Regions from separate parts of the Cricetulus griseus genome. Here region 1 is linked to region 2. A link is a contact called in public Hi-C data. All regions are on one chromosome and are shown on one strand. Each heading gives the region's core, a stretch centred on a gene start, on an enhancer-like site or on the middle of the called end of the contact. The rest is flanking DNA. Distances are from core to core; before and after follow the strand shown.

What was found. A called contact is a pair of places that touch in the nucleus more often than the background predicts.
Region 1: a contact with region 2 is called in a Hi-C map of the CHO-K1 cell line, with 6 times the contacts expected there. The contact joins the promoter of Pde10a here to the enhancer-like site in region 2. A contact is called at or near these places in 3 of 8 Hi-C or Micro-C datasets (the CHL-YN cell line, the CHO-K1 cell line and fibroblasts).

What each region holds. Positions count from the first base shown.
Region 1 is chr2:291,872,596-291,879,703 of CriGri-PICRH-1.0, reverse strand. It overlaps Pde10a (cAMP and cAMP-inhibited cGMP 3',5'-cyclic phosphodiesterase 10A), which reads left to right and starts at 4,411. Exons shown (of 22, transcript XM_027401113.2): 1 at 4,411-5,087. The coding sequence starts at 5,021.
Region 2 is chr2:291,797,704-291,804,647 of CriGri-PICRH-1.0, reverse strand. All of the region lies in intron 1 of Pde10a (cAMP and cAMP-inhibited cGMP 3',5'-cyclic phosphodiesterase 10A), which reads left to right. Among named protein-coding and RNA genes, the nearest start is that of Pde10a, 74 kb to the left of the region's middle. Within about 2 kb of position 4,142, at least 2 of the 6 cell types and tissues checked have open chromatin away from gene starts, as enhancers often do. A contact at or near this core is called in the CHO-K1 cell line and fibroblasts, where this site is marked.

The DNA of each region.
Region 1 (7,108 bases), core at 3,162-5,661, 75 kb before region 2:
ATCCCAATAACTAAATATTCATCACTATGAAACCTCAGCAGTACTTACTAACACAGTACCCTCGGGACTCAAAGCAATTGTGCAAAACTTATTGTCATGCAGAAATGAAACATTTTAGTTTTGACCAGTAAAGGCTTCTGCTTGGACCCTATTACTGTCAAGAAATACATATAACCCTTTCTTCTGAAAAAATGAACCCTTGAGATTTATGTGGAATACTCATATTGTAACAAGTTAAAACCAAAATAACTAGACAGTATTCTGATATTTACTAGGAAAGAATAATGCAAACTATACAGGCCATTTGTTTTATCATATAAAATAATAAAATTAAAGCTTATCTAATAATGAGTGCTTAAATTTATAAAGTAACTTGATTGGTGAGATAAGAACTTAAACAGTAACTGAAGAAATTATTTTTACCATCTCTGATTTGTTTTCAAGACTTCCCCATCCTAGCATTGACTTTAATAATATTTTTCTTGCTAGAATTATAATGTCCTCCTTTTTTCCTCTTTTAGGCTTTACTATGATAGTACTGTAAAAATACAGCCATCCCTTTAGCAAGGTTTGTTAACATAAGCAGTAATAGAAATTGGTAACCTTTTAGCAGGTGACAGGGAGGAAGGATTATCTGTCTGTCTTTTTATTAAATGTTATGGGATAGCAATCCCCCCTCTCCGATGTGCCAGGCTGTTTAAAATGAAATTGTCAGTGTAAACTACACAGGCAGTAAGTAACTTTCTTGAGGTGTGTTGGCAAGAACCAAATTCCAGTAGTCTAGAACCAAGACTGTGGTGGGCTGAGTGTGAGGGAAATTGAAGGAGGCTTCCTGGTGAGTCAGTTAGAACCAGCTTTGAAGGGATTTGGGTTTAGGGGATCCTGGGTAAGTGTCTGGAAGATAAACTCCATGTTTCCCACACCAGACAGTGGGTAAATCGTCTTACTAGAGCACAGAAGGTAGTTCTGTGTAAATAGTACTAATGATAACTAGCAGTTAAATGATCTGAGTCGGAATTGGCCAACAATAGCCAGCAGCTTTGAAGTTTGGCTCTGTATTGTAAATAAGTTCTAAAAGTTAAAATCAAGGTAAAGAGAAAGGGACACACACACACACCCTTGTTTGTTTGAATAAGTCAGTGTAACATTAAATTAACCTTGGTTTTCATATGTGAATAAACTAAGGTTGTTAGCATTTTAAAAGAGAGAGAACCAGTTCCCCTCCCCAGAAAATGATACAAAAGTTCCAGAAATTTATTGAAAAACACCGATTTGTAGGTCTACCAGAAAATGTAATCAAATATTAACCATGCTGACTATTAGCTTTAGATAGTTAAAAATTTACATTTTCGAAGGAAAGCCATTATTTCCACGTTTCTTGGGTGCTCCCTTGAACGATGTACTTTTAAGAGCACATAATATAAATTGGGTAAATCTGGTGTCTGCTGGTGCTAACTGCTAACTGCTGTCTTACTGTTCTTTTAGTTTTCTGTCCCTGCAAGTTGGGCTGAAGCTCCACCTGAGGTGAGGGGAATCATTTTTTTTACCAAGAGCGTTGCGACAGCTCGGGCACCTGATTCCCTTTGCCAATAACCCTAACATCCACAGCTTCGGTCCAGTGAGCTACACTCCAACACTAACGACGCGGCCAAGTTTCGGAATACCACCACAGCATTCCTGGAAGCTCAGTGACGTGTTTGTTCACAAGGGGTTTGCTGCGACAAGGTCCTGCGACAGGGATATATCCGCAGAGAAACACCAAAGGGAAGGGAAAAGCCACATTTGAGACCCGCAAGCCTTCAGATCTGTGTTCAGAATTCAAAGTGGCCAGGTGCCTCGAAGACTTAAATGAATAACCGTGGATGCCAGGGAGGAGGGGACTGATCAAAGTGTAATTACTTATTTACACCTCCTCTGAGCTCTCCATCGTTACACGTTGTGACTTTTTAATTTGTTCAGTATAGGGGTCCCTTCCGGCAAGTAATGCGGGGAACCGGATGGAAAATAGGAAGAAGGCTAACTCTGGAAAAGCGTTAACGAGACTTTGAATCTAACAAAGACTAATAGAACAAATATTTGATGCTTTACACCCGCCTTCTGCGCCTTCAAGGTAGCTTATGTCCACCTAGAATTAAATTTTTCTTCACCTGGAAAACCGTTTTAATAACTCAAAAACCAACAACTGATAAGCCTAATGTGGCATGGAGAAAAGGCGCGCCCTGTAAAAAAGAATGATTAACTCTTCAAGGAGAAACCCTCTTTGCCTAATCGCTTTCGCAGGAGAATCCAGTCCCGGGAAGCCGGCACTAACAGGGCTGTCAGCCAAGCAAGCAAGGGTCGTCTGTGCAGTTCAGAAGACAAAAGCCTGAGGGTGCAAATAGAGACCCGTTAGCTCCACTCGTTTTCTATTTTTTTCTTCTTCTTCTTCTCTGGGGTCAGGGCTTGGGGGATGAGAAAACAAAGTCTCTACACTCTTAGCCTCCAAGGTAAAAGTCATAGTACCATTTTCTTGTTTCCCAAACTCAGGGATCCCTCGCTAAGGTGAACTGGCTCCAATGACAGGCTGAGTCGGTCTGTCCCAGAATTGCCAAAACTCCCGAGAACTTTATGTGGAAGAGTACTTCCGAAGCACCCGGTCCCCGGAATGCCACCTGGGCAATTTGGTGCAACTGTGACTGTTTGTTTTCCACTCTTAGGGGTTTGGAGTCAGGAAGATATTTCACTGCAGAAGAATATGGAACTGACTGCAGACCAAAATCATTAAAGAGTCTGAAAAGAAAGAGAGAAAGAAAGAAAGGAAGGAAGGAAGGAAGGAAGGAAGGAAGGAAGAAAGAAAGAAAGAAAGAAAGAAAGAAAGAAAGAAAGAAAGAAAGAGAAAGAACGAAAGAAAATTCTGATGAGGAGAGGTCCCCTGGCAGGTTGCGAGCCACGAGTCCCAGCCCTGGGTCAGCTAGCTGCAGCTCATGCTTCTGTGCTGGGCTGTGGCGCTCGCCTGCTCTCTCCGGGGAAGATGACCCTGAGTATTCTACCAAGATGCATAGAGAACACTGCTGCACACTCAAACCGGGTGTGCAGAGATGGTCTCTGCAGGCGAGCGCCAAACACCAACACCCTCATTTGTGCTTTCTGGCTAGTTAACCGCGCCCCACTTCCGAAGTTCCTTGTTCAGAGATCCTAAATGGGCCACTTTTCTTCTGCAGAAGCGGCTGAACTGCAGTCTGCTGGAGTGTGTGTGTGTGTGTGGGGGGGGGGTGTAAGTAAGCTGCTGGCGACAGATGACAGATTTTAGAGCTATGAACTCTTAAAAGTTTCGTGTTTGAGCCCTGGATTGCTCTTTCTGTCTTTTAGCCCCCCTGGGACAAAGTGGGCTGACGAACACAAAGTTCGTTTAAAGGCGGGTATGAGAAAGGTAGTCCCAGGACGAACCCCCTTTTAAGACCCAAATGGGAACTCTGCCGTGATTTTAAACTCCTGCTAAGTGTCCGAATTTGAATTTCCCTGCAGGAGCTCTGGCTGAACCCTGCTCGGTAGATTGTGCTAGTCAGGTTACCCGCAGGCGGATGTGGCTCGCACACTGCTGGAACAGCTGCCAGGCTGTGGGGTTAGATTCTGGAACACCAGACCCAGATGTGCCACTGCCAGGCAGACTGGCCGGCCAGGGGCATACACCATGCGCACAGTGCCCGGGTGCTGGGGCCTGACGCGGCGGGGCCGTGTCCTAGCGGACGCGCAACGTGGGCGCGGGCGGTGGTGGCGCGGGGAGCGCCTGCTCCGCCAGTGGGCGTCTTCTGCCACCGCCACCGCCGCCGCCTCCACGGGCAGTGGCACTGCGGCGCTTTTCTCCACTGCTTTGGAGCAGTCGCCGCGGCTTAGGCTTCGGAGCGTGCACACACCACACCACGCCCGCGGGCAGCGTCTCCGCAGCCCCTAGCCCGGCAGGGAAGGACGAGGATTGTGCGCACCAGCCCGCACTGAGGCGCTGCAACTCCGGACTCGTCCCCAGCCCGGGGTTCTCTTGAATCCCAAAGGAAACACGATGTGAACCCCCAGCCGGAGAGGCACCCAAGACGCGAGAGGCGGACCGGACCGGAGCCTGAGCGCCTGGGAGGGCTGGTGCTGCGGGGGCGGAGCCCGCTGAGTCCGGGCCGCCGCGCCCTCTCGCCTGCCCCCTTGGAGGCTGGGGAGGAGGGCCATGGCCAGCCCGGGGGAGCGGCTCGCTCCCCGCCCCCAGGCTCTGCTGCCAGCGGCTGGGGATGAGCCCAGCAGCGGCCAAGTCCATCAGGAACTCCGGCGCGGCGAGGCCAGCGGGCGGAGTGCAGTGGGCCTGAGCCTGACCCGGGAGCCGCCTGGCTGCGGCCGGGAGGAGCTTGCGGCGCCCCCGCCCCTGTCCCGGTCCCTGTCTCCCGCAGGCCACGCCAGCCCCGCTGGGGGCCCCAGCGCCCTCTCCGTGCTCAGCGCCCGAGGCTGCGGCTGGGTGGCGGCCCGCGCTCCCTCTGCGCTCGCCTTCTCCTCCCCTATCCCCTCCTCCTCCTCCTTTTCATCTTCCTGGTACTTCTGGCCGCCGCCCCCCCTGCCCCCTCCCCCTCTTGTCCCCTCCTCATCTGCCTTCCACCTCCCCGTGCGTCTCCCGAGAAGGGAGGGCGCAGCGGCGGCTGGAGGAGGAGGCGGCGGCGATGCTGGCGGAGGAGGAGGAGGAGGACAAGAGGCAGCTCCCTTGAGCGTCCCCCCCGGCAGTAGTCACCGCAGCGGCGGTGGCAGCGGCGGGCGGCGGCGGCTCTTCCTCTCGCCTGCGATCCTAGGCTTGCTGCTCCCAGCCCGTGCCGGGCCCCGGCCACCGCCGCCGCCGCGGCTCTCCCTCCACCCGGGCGCGCGCCGCACAGACTCCCCGGGCTTTCCGGGCGCCGGCGGGGGCTGCCCTGGCCTCGGCCCCGGCTCTGCCGCCGGTGGCCGAACTCCGTGGCGGCCCCGAGGCGCCGCCTTCCCCCTCGCCACCGCTTGGCCGCTGCTCTTCGGCTCCGACATGGAAGATGGACCTTCTAACAATGCGAGTTGCTTCCGAAGGCTGACCGAGTGTTTCCTCAGCCCCAGTAAGTGGTCCGGCCCCACGTTCCCAGCGGCCCGGGCGGTTTCTCGCTTGGTGGGATCGAATTAGGGCCTTGGATCGTGGTGTGGGGAAGCAACTGTTGTTGTGGTGGGTGGCCGGCAAGGTGCGTGTGCACCCAGCAGAGACCGGCCAGTGGGCCCCAGAAAGCTGGTGGCACCTCCGGGACGTTCGGGACCGCCCGTCAGCGTAGGGACACCGGGCTTTCCCAAGCCCCGCGTGAGCGCAGAGGAAGGGTGACCCGGAGGGTGTTGGGAACCAGACATTTAGAAACTAACCTGTTTCCCTAGATCTGTCCCTGGCCATACTGACCTGGTCCATTATTTATACCATTAAGTTTGTCACCGATTATCCCATGATTCTCTCCAGCCTGTGACCACTAGACTGGAGTACTTCCACTGAGGGTCCCGGGGATCTAAACCATTGGATTCCTGAGGCTGCTGTGGGGGCAGGCTCGGGAACCTGAGGCTTCCAAATGTAAGGGAAGACTGTGCCCGCGTCTGCAGTGGCCGTGTTCTGGCGCATGGACGGGTGGTATAGAACTGGATTCACCCACCCTCGTGAAGAGGAGGCAGACCCCCCCAGCCCACCTCATGCAGATTCTTGGTAGCTGGTGATGTTTGGGTGGGTAAAGAAAGCAGAGGAACAATGGGGCATTAGTATGTGAGAGACACCTCTGGTTCGCTGGGACCCACGGGTTAGCATGACCATTCTGTCTCTCCACTCCTGGGCGCGGGGTTGAAAACCTGCTGGGGAAGGAGCAGCAGAAGGCGTGTCATGGGGAGGTGGGGAGGGGGGGCACAACAAGATTGATCAGAGAAGTCAAGGCACTGCTTCCCTGGAAGGAAGAAGGCAGGCAGGAGATGTTGAGGGAAGAAGCTGCTCCAGATGCGCAGAGGAAGGAGTCGCTGCTGTTGTGGATGGAGGGTGAGCAGGGTGAGGACCAGAATACTGGCTCGGGAGGGGGACCAGATGGGACCGGGTGGGAGAGTCTGTGCTCTGAGAGGGCACATCCATGGGAAATTGGAAGACTCTGGCATCCACTGGGCCCTGAGTGTAGATTTGGTGCCACAGTCCACCGCGTGCGCACCCGAGCCTTTGTCTGCATCTCGCTGGAAAGCCACGCTTTTGCCTTGCTTTTTTTCAGGCAGACTCTCCGCCAGGTTGCAAATTAGCTTTCTTGCTACTGCTTCCAAGTATCACTCAATCCTTGACCAGGGAGGAACTCGGCTCTGGGACATGGGATGATGCCTGGGTTGAGACCCTTCTCAGCACCAGAGCTGGTCTAGGTGCACGCCCAGGAGCTCTTAGGATACAGCCACCAGGAGGCTGATTATGTTCCCTCCAGGACTGGGTTGACGCCTGCAATCCTGCTTCCCGGCCCTGGGCCAGTTCATGGTGGCCACATGGCCCAATGACCACTCATACATCTGCAGGCAGTGTTCAGCAAATTGCTGCTTAGACTTGCTAGTTAACTGGATTGCCTTAAAGGGTGTGGACTCTGCTCCCAGCTGACCTGTAGTTCTGAGGCTTCTCTAGGGTGTCTGCCTCCGCAGCCCCATCCTGTGTTTTTGTGATTTCTAGGGCACTGTGCTTTGAGCATTTATGTATAAGCTTGTACTCTCCCCATTGGATTGTGGTCAGGAGAGACTAACTACACTTCCCAAAAGGGATGGCCCTATGGATTGGCCCTGGATTGGAGGGGTGGGAGAAGGTGGGACCCATAGACTCCCTTAGGTTTTTGGAATAAACCTAAGGTCTTGCCCTGGGTCTTCTTCCTGATGTACATTTCAATTTTTTTTTTTACTTTACAAAATAAATATCTTTTCTCTTTTGGCAACTGGAGTGCACATGTGTGTGTTTAGGCATGTTCAAGTAGGCCACTGTACTTGACAGTGCCAAGTGGTGTGTGAGGGGGATTTTGGCTAGAACACTTTTTTTTTTTTTTTTTTTTGAGGTTAGCGTTTGCCTTTGTGTGTATCTGAAGATGCTGTCTTTGTCTGGGGG
Region 2 (6,944 bases), core at 2,893-5,392:
TTATCCGTGGGGAGCGGAGGAGTTGGCAGGGCTATGTTTCTCACACATAGATCGTGGAGGATTGGACTGGCTGGTTTGGGTTTACACCAGGCATCCTGTGGGGCTCCTAGAAGTGCCCCTGCCACATTTGCAGAGGCTTTCAAACCTAGGGAGGTAAAGTTCATTCAAATCACAGAGAAACAAGGTAAAAAGGTGGGGGTCGAATTACAGAGAGCGAAGACTCAATGGTGAGGAAAGGAAAAGCTAGGTAAGGACAGAATGTGTCTGGGTGCAATTTAACAGTTTTTGTTCTGATTGAACTTGTAAACGAGAAGGAATAATAGATAATGGGTCCAGTGTAATATTAGGAATCCCCGTGAGCTGTGTGAGCCGATTACAGTGTGGGTGTGAGGTCAGACACAGAGAGACGAGGCGGTTGTGACCCATAGTGTACAATATAACTGCATGGTTGTTCTCATTAGTTCAGTTATGGGAAGCACAGTGCAAGCTAACAAAAGTAATGTCAGCGTTACTCAAAGCGGTGAGTTTACTGAACTGTGGAGCTCATTGTCACTTAACAAGATGTTTTACTTTAAATACCTAAAGTTTGTTTTAGTGTTGTCCTGGCAGCAGAGGCCTGTGTAATCCTAGCAGCTAGAGAGGCTCAAGCTTGTGAGGTTCACAAGTTCAAGGCCTCCTGCCTGGGTTACGGACGAGTTCAGGGTTAGCCTGGAAAGCTGGAGGAGAACTTTACGTAAAATAAAAAGTGAAGAAAAGGAGGGGTGGTGGTGTAGGTATTGGGGGAAGGACGACTTGTTTAGCCCTGCTTTCCCCTCCCCAAATAAGATTGATTAAAAGTCATTTGTAAAACAAGGGGATTTAAAAATGTTTATTTACTATTTATTTATTCATTATTTATTTATTTAGACCCCTTTCAGAAACCGTTTCTTAGACTTCCTCATTGCTATTTTGGGTGATGTTGGCTGTGGGACCCAATGTGACCCGCCCCTTCCCCTTCCCCTGAATTTAGAGGTGTGGACACCCGCAGGTTTTCAAAAAGCAATCTGAATCCTGTTTTCACCCCAGAAGAGCCTTTTCAAGTGAAGCTAACGTAAGCTACATGTAGTTTCCTGATGATGTAGTTTTTTTTTGTTTTGTTTTGTTTTTTTTTCACTTTTACTTAAATGGAATTAACACAGGCCCTGATGAAGAAGTGGTTGTCAAAAGTAGCCAGGTCACTTCTCAGGCAAAAGCCCTCTTAAGACTGGCATCCAGGTTGAGGGTAGGGACTTGCACCACAATTAATGAAATACTCAGTCAGATTTAGACTTACTGAGCTGCTCCAGTGAATAGCTTTGGCTTGAGTCCTTGCACGCACACACCTTCCTTCCCCCAGGGCTCTAGCGCAGCAATTGTTGAAGGGCCAGACATCATCAGCCGATAAGATTAGAAGATTAGGAGCACGTGGTCCATTGCCATCAGCAGGGTCCCTCCTGGCCTGCTGACGCACACAGTCCTCCCCTGATGTCAAAGGGCTGATAAAGTAGCTGCCTGGCTCCAATCCTGAGTGTTGTGCCAGGGAAGAGGCTTTGTCTCAAAGGCAGCAACGGCTGCTGGGGTGCTTTCTTTTTTTTAATTTTTTTTTTGTATTGCTCTTGACTAGGCCAGAGTCCTGTCTGTTTAAGTGCTTCAGTATTGTTTATGAATGATTTGGCAGAAGCAGTGTTAGCAAAGGTATGTTTAACTCAGTACACAGTGTGTGTGTGTGTGTGTGTGTGTGTGTGTGTGTGTGTGTGTGTGTGTGTGTGTGTGTGTGTGAAGGGTGAGTCATCCGATGGATGTCGAGGGTGGTCTGTAAATTCTCATGAAAAGAAATTGTTACACCCTGGCATTTGCCCTCCCATTTTCTGAAATGGGTGACGGGGGAGGCATGAGCTGCTCCAGAACAGCCTCACTTCAGCTGTTTCTGACCCCGGACAGTATGCTCACCTCTGCATTCTTACTATGTTCACACAGAAAGATCCTTAAGACAGGCCTGCCACCACCTGGCGACCTGCTGGGTCTTCCACTGAATTGACAAGAGTTTTTCTAAAAAAAAAGAAAAAAAAGCCTCCACATGAAAATGATCTTCAGCCACACTGTCACGATAATAGTAATGTCTGAGCAGGATGCCATCATGTAATTGCCCGTTTGGCCATCTGAAGGCCTCATTTTGACAGCTGTGCACCTGTCACTTGACAGTTACCATGTTGGAAACTGGCATGCACAGTGCTCATTTAGGATGGAAAAAATACCTGGGAACCACTTAACACATTAGGTACTGACGTTGTCAGTTGCTCATTACCTCAGCTCAGCTGAGTGGCATTTGCCAAGTTCTTCCTTATCCTCAAAACATTAACTTGAAAACACTCACCAGTTGAATACAGCTGTCACTAAGAATTGCAGACTACAGTATAAAGCACACAAATCCACATACCCACTCAGGACCACAGAGAACAGTGAAATGTGTATTTTGAGAAGGAACACCCAGAAATTTGTTCTGAGAATGTAGAAATGTCATTGACTTGGCAAGAGCTACTTTTAAGGTGTGGCCTTTTATCAAGGCTACTTTCAAAAGCAACAGACTGGCATGTCTTTGTTAAATAAATACAGATTATTTTTTATACTGATTTTAGTAACTGCTGACATTGACCGACAAGTCTGTTAGTCAGTTTTCGCCTATGACACTTAATCCTTAAAAACAGTCCCATGAGACCTGGACAGATGGCTCAGTGCTTAATAGCACTGACTGCTCTTCCTAAGAAGCCAGGTTTGGTTACCAGCACCAACTTGTTGGCTCGAAGCCATTTGTAACTCCAGTTCCAAGGGACCCAGTGCCTTCTTCTGGCCTCAGTGGGCAGCAGGCATATATGTGAGGCACAGATATACATGCAGGCATACACTCATACCCATAAAATAAAGATAAAAATTTCAAATGTTGTGTAGTTGTTTCTGTTTACGTTTCCCAGAGGAGGAATTCGGGATACAGGAATGGTGGGTGACCCCAAGCATCCGGTCTTCACACTTAGAATTTTATGCATAGGAGTCGACTGAACTAGAGTTTCAGAGTTGGATGGGTGACAGAAGGAAACTTTGAGGTAGGCCGAAGAAGTGCCGTGAGTCTGTTTAGATCTCTCTTGACACACAGAGGTGAGCTTAATTCTCCTAGGTCTCGCTGCTGCTGTTGAGCCTGGCAGCAGCAGTGTGCACAGCTCAGGTTCTTGTAGTCCACTCATTACAGCTCCTGGTCACCAGGAGAGTTTGGCTCACTCACGGTCAAAGGACAGCATGTATCTCTTTATAGCGCAGGGTGGGGCATTTGACAGCAGCAGCAGACCACAGCAGGAGCAATCTGCAGAGGTTCAGCTCTGTTGGGAGCGGGAGGTTAGAAACCACAAATGGTGCTGGCACGGCTGTGTGTTACACGAAGAGTCACAGAGTACAGCCCCGTCTTTCCAAAAACGCAATGAGAAAGCTCACATCCTGTGTCAACAATTCTGGCCCTTCTGCGGTATCCCAGACAGATGTTGTGACTCTTAGGCATAGGACGGCTTTTCATGCCGACTCATGACTGGGTGGTCTGGTGATGGGCCTCGAGTTCCTAGGGTTCCTAACAGAACGTCATGGCACTTGCCCTGCCAATGTTTTTCATATGTGTTTGGTAAAGATCTGGCTTAGAAAATACCTCTCTATGTGTGTTTGGCTGGGTAGTCAAGTGGAAATTTGCAGATCAGGTTCCTGTAGGCTTAAAAGGCTTTTGTGCTAACATCTCCGTTCCCGGTGAAGTTGGCTTTGTGCTTGGTGGACCACCGTCACCGAATGTGCCTCAGCAGAGATGCAGCGAATGAGATTCTTGGAAGTAATGAGGTGCTCTTGCTTGGTCATTGTTTCATTCATTCATTCCACCCCGAGACACTGATGAATGGTGGCTGTGGCAGGGTAGAAGTTCCTCCTTGCTATGTTTGCATTGTGGGTTTGCGGACTTGCTTAGTCACTCAAGTACACTTGCAACCTGAGAATAAATCCTTGCTGCCGTGCCGTGGTCATTTACAGATAGGTCCGAGAAGAGTGTGTGATGATTGGCTGAGAAAGCGTGTCCCGGGAAAAGCCACTGCTTCTAATGGGGGCAGTGTTTCTGCCTGCTGATTCAGGATGTGGCTATGACTAACTGAGGATGCCTAGGCTCTGGAATAAGAACGTGAATGAGAAACCAGTTTCGGGTTTCAAAGGTTAGGCCAATGGGGACAGGCTCAGCTCAGTGGTTCTGTCGGCCCCTGTGAAACAACGTTCTCCCAGCAGGCCCTGAAGAGCCCTTTCTGTTGTGATACACGATAGCGACTACCTTTATTGGAGAACATTGGGCTGGGCAGGGTGTCGCACTCCCACAGTTCTAATGTTTGAGAGACCAAGGCGGCAGGCCCCTGGTTGAGGACAGTCTGAGCTACCTAGGGAATTCTCTTAATAAAGAAAGCAACAGCAAAATAATCATTTTTTTCTAAAATCCATTCGTTACTTTTGAGAACGTCATCCCATTAAAAGTGATGTAAGATAGCAGTGTGGCATTCGGGGCTCAGGGAAATGCTGTATTGGAACACGGGGCACTTGGCACTTGAGCTGTCCTGACTCCCTTTTGTTTGTTTGTTTCTGAGTGGCTGAAACAGTTTACAGGCAGGCAGGAATGCTGCAGCCTCATATTTGCATGACCAGAGTCAGGCCAGCTTGGTAGACCTCATGTCTGCATACTCACTTTCTAGTTGTTAAAAGATTATTCTGGAGGCTGAGCCACGGTTTACAGAGCAAATCGCCTCACAAGAGGACCAGAGTTCAGATCCCCAGCACCCAGAGGAATACCCTGCGGGCATAGCTGCCTACCCATTCTCCTAGACGCGGGGACGGGGAGATGAAGAACCACCTGCCTAGCCAGCTGAATTGTGCAAGTTCTGGGTTGAAGTGTGGGGCTTCTGGCCTCCACACACACACACACACACACACACACACACGTCCACAAGGCCACACTCACATACTCGTGTGCCTGCACACACAGGCAGACACGTGTGCACACTCGAACACCAGGGAACTAGTTTTTTTTTTTTTTTTTGTTTTGTTTTTTTTTAAGTTCATATTGTCTTTTTAAAAAATTTTAGGAATTAGCCTGGTTTTCAGAAAGAGGCAGATTAGCTAAATTGTATTTCTTGGAGATCCAGCCGTTGAGGTCCTAACACCCAGTACTCTGGCATGGAACTCTCTGGAGACAAGGCCTCTGAATAGATGATGAGGTGAGCATAAGGCCTGTGGGGAGGGAGAGGGGAGGTCTTCTATCTAGTCTGAGAGTATTCTAAAGGTGGCCATTGAAAGCTCATGACCCTTTTTGAGACACATCTCGCCATGGAGCCCGGCTGCCCTGGAACTAACTATACAAACCAGGCTGGCCTTGAACTCACAGAGCCCCATCTGCCTCTACCTCCAGAGTGCTGGGATCAAAGGCATGCACCACCACCACACCCTTCTCCTGGCTTCTCTTTGTGTGAAGCAAGTCATTTATGACTGAAATTTCAGTCAGCCTGAAAAGTCTCTCCTGCCTTACAGTTGTTCCCCGTCTCCAGAAAACAGAACTTCTGCCCCACCCCTTATTGTTTTCCTTTGACTCAAACAGCAAAAAGTGAGTGTGCTTTCACACAGGCTTTGCCTCCCAGTCCTTCAGAGTGTTAACCACAGGGCCCCCTGCCCTGACCTCAGCACCCACACAGAGAAGGGAAACCAGCAGGCGAGCACCTTTGCTTGTTGGAAACAAACCAATGTGGGGGTCCAGCCCGGGGAAGTCTACAGGAGTCTAAGGGGAGAGGAGGAGGCATCTCCCCTAACTGAAGGGGGGCATCATCACAAAGGTGTCAGAGAGGAGACTAGGGCTTCCAGAGTTGTTAGGGGACTTTGGGACGCAAAGGTCATTGTAGAGTGTCAGAGTGTTGCAAGCAGAGATGATGGTGCAGGATACATGCGAGGCCAGAGGCATGTCTGCCGGCAGGGTAGGAGGAGAGGAGCACACCAGATCAGGTGACAGTTGTGAGGCCTGGGAGGGTGTCTTGCTCCACCTCCTCAGAAGAAACTCCTTATCTGTGGCTTGGCATGCCACCATCCTGTTAGCTTGTGGTGCCAGCTAGAGGGCTTGATGAAGGGACCGCCCTTTTGTCTGCTTTGTGCACGTGTTTAAAGGTCTTTTAAATAAAACCCGCCATTTGCTGAATAAATTCCCTTTAGATGGCTTGCAGATTTGATCCTGTGTTTACAGTGAGCTTGTTGTCACATTCTTTTGTAATACAAGGAAACTTTTTTTTTTTTTTCCCTCACCATAGCACATAGTTGCTGTCAAGCAGTTCAGAAAGTTTGCAGCCTGGATTTGGCTGGCTGGGCCATCCACACGCCATTCTGTTTGGGAAGAGCTCAGTGTCTTTGGACTGAAGTATAAACCTGAAGGTGGTTCTCACCCAACACCACGTTGTGGCTAATCATGCTATGCAATTTTTGTTTTCGTTTTGTCTGCTTTTAAAAAGCAGCTACTCCTGGGGATAAAAGGCAGAGCCCTTGAAGTGGAGGATGCCACTCATTGTTTAGAGCAGGAGAGTGGGGTGGATGGAGCACCCCACAAAAAAGATGTGCTTAATGTCCTGAATGCAGAACCTTGAGTGCTGCCCTGTTTGGAAAAGGACCTTGGCAATTGTGGCCAACTGTAGGGTCTTTAGCCAGGATCATCTGAGAGCTGCAGCAGGTTGTGCCTCCGGGGAGTAGACAGTGGCTGGAGAGGAGAGGTGAAAGTTTTGGCCCACAATTGAATTCCCCTCAGAGCCCCCCTCACTGTGAGAAAATGACTTCCACTGTTTTCAGCTGGGCACTGAACCCTACTCTGTTACAGCAACCCTGGGGAAGGGAGA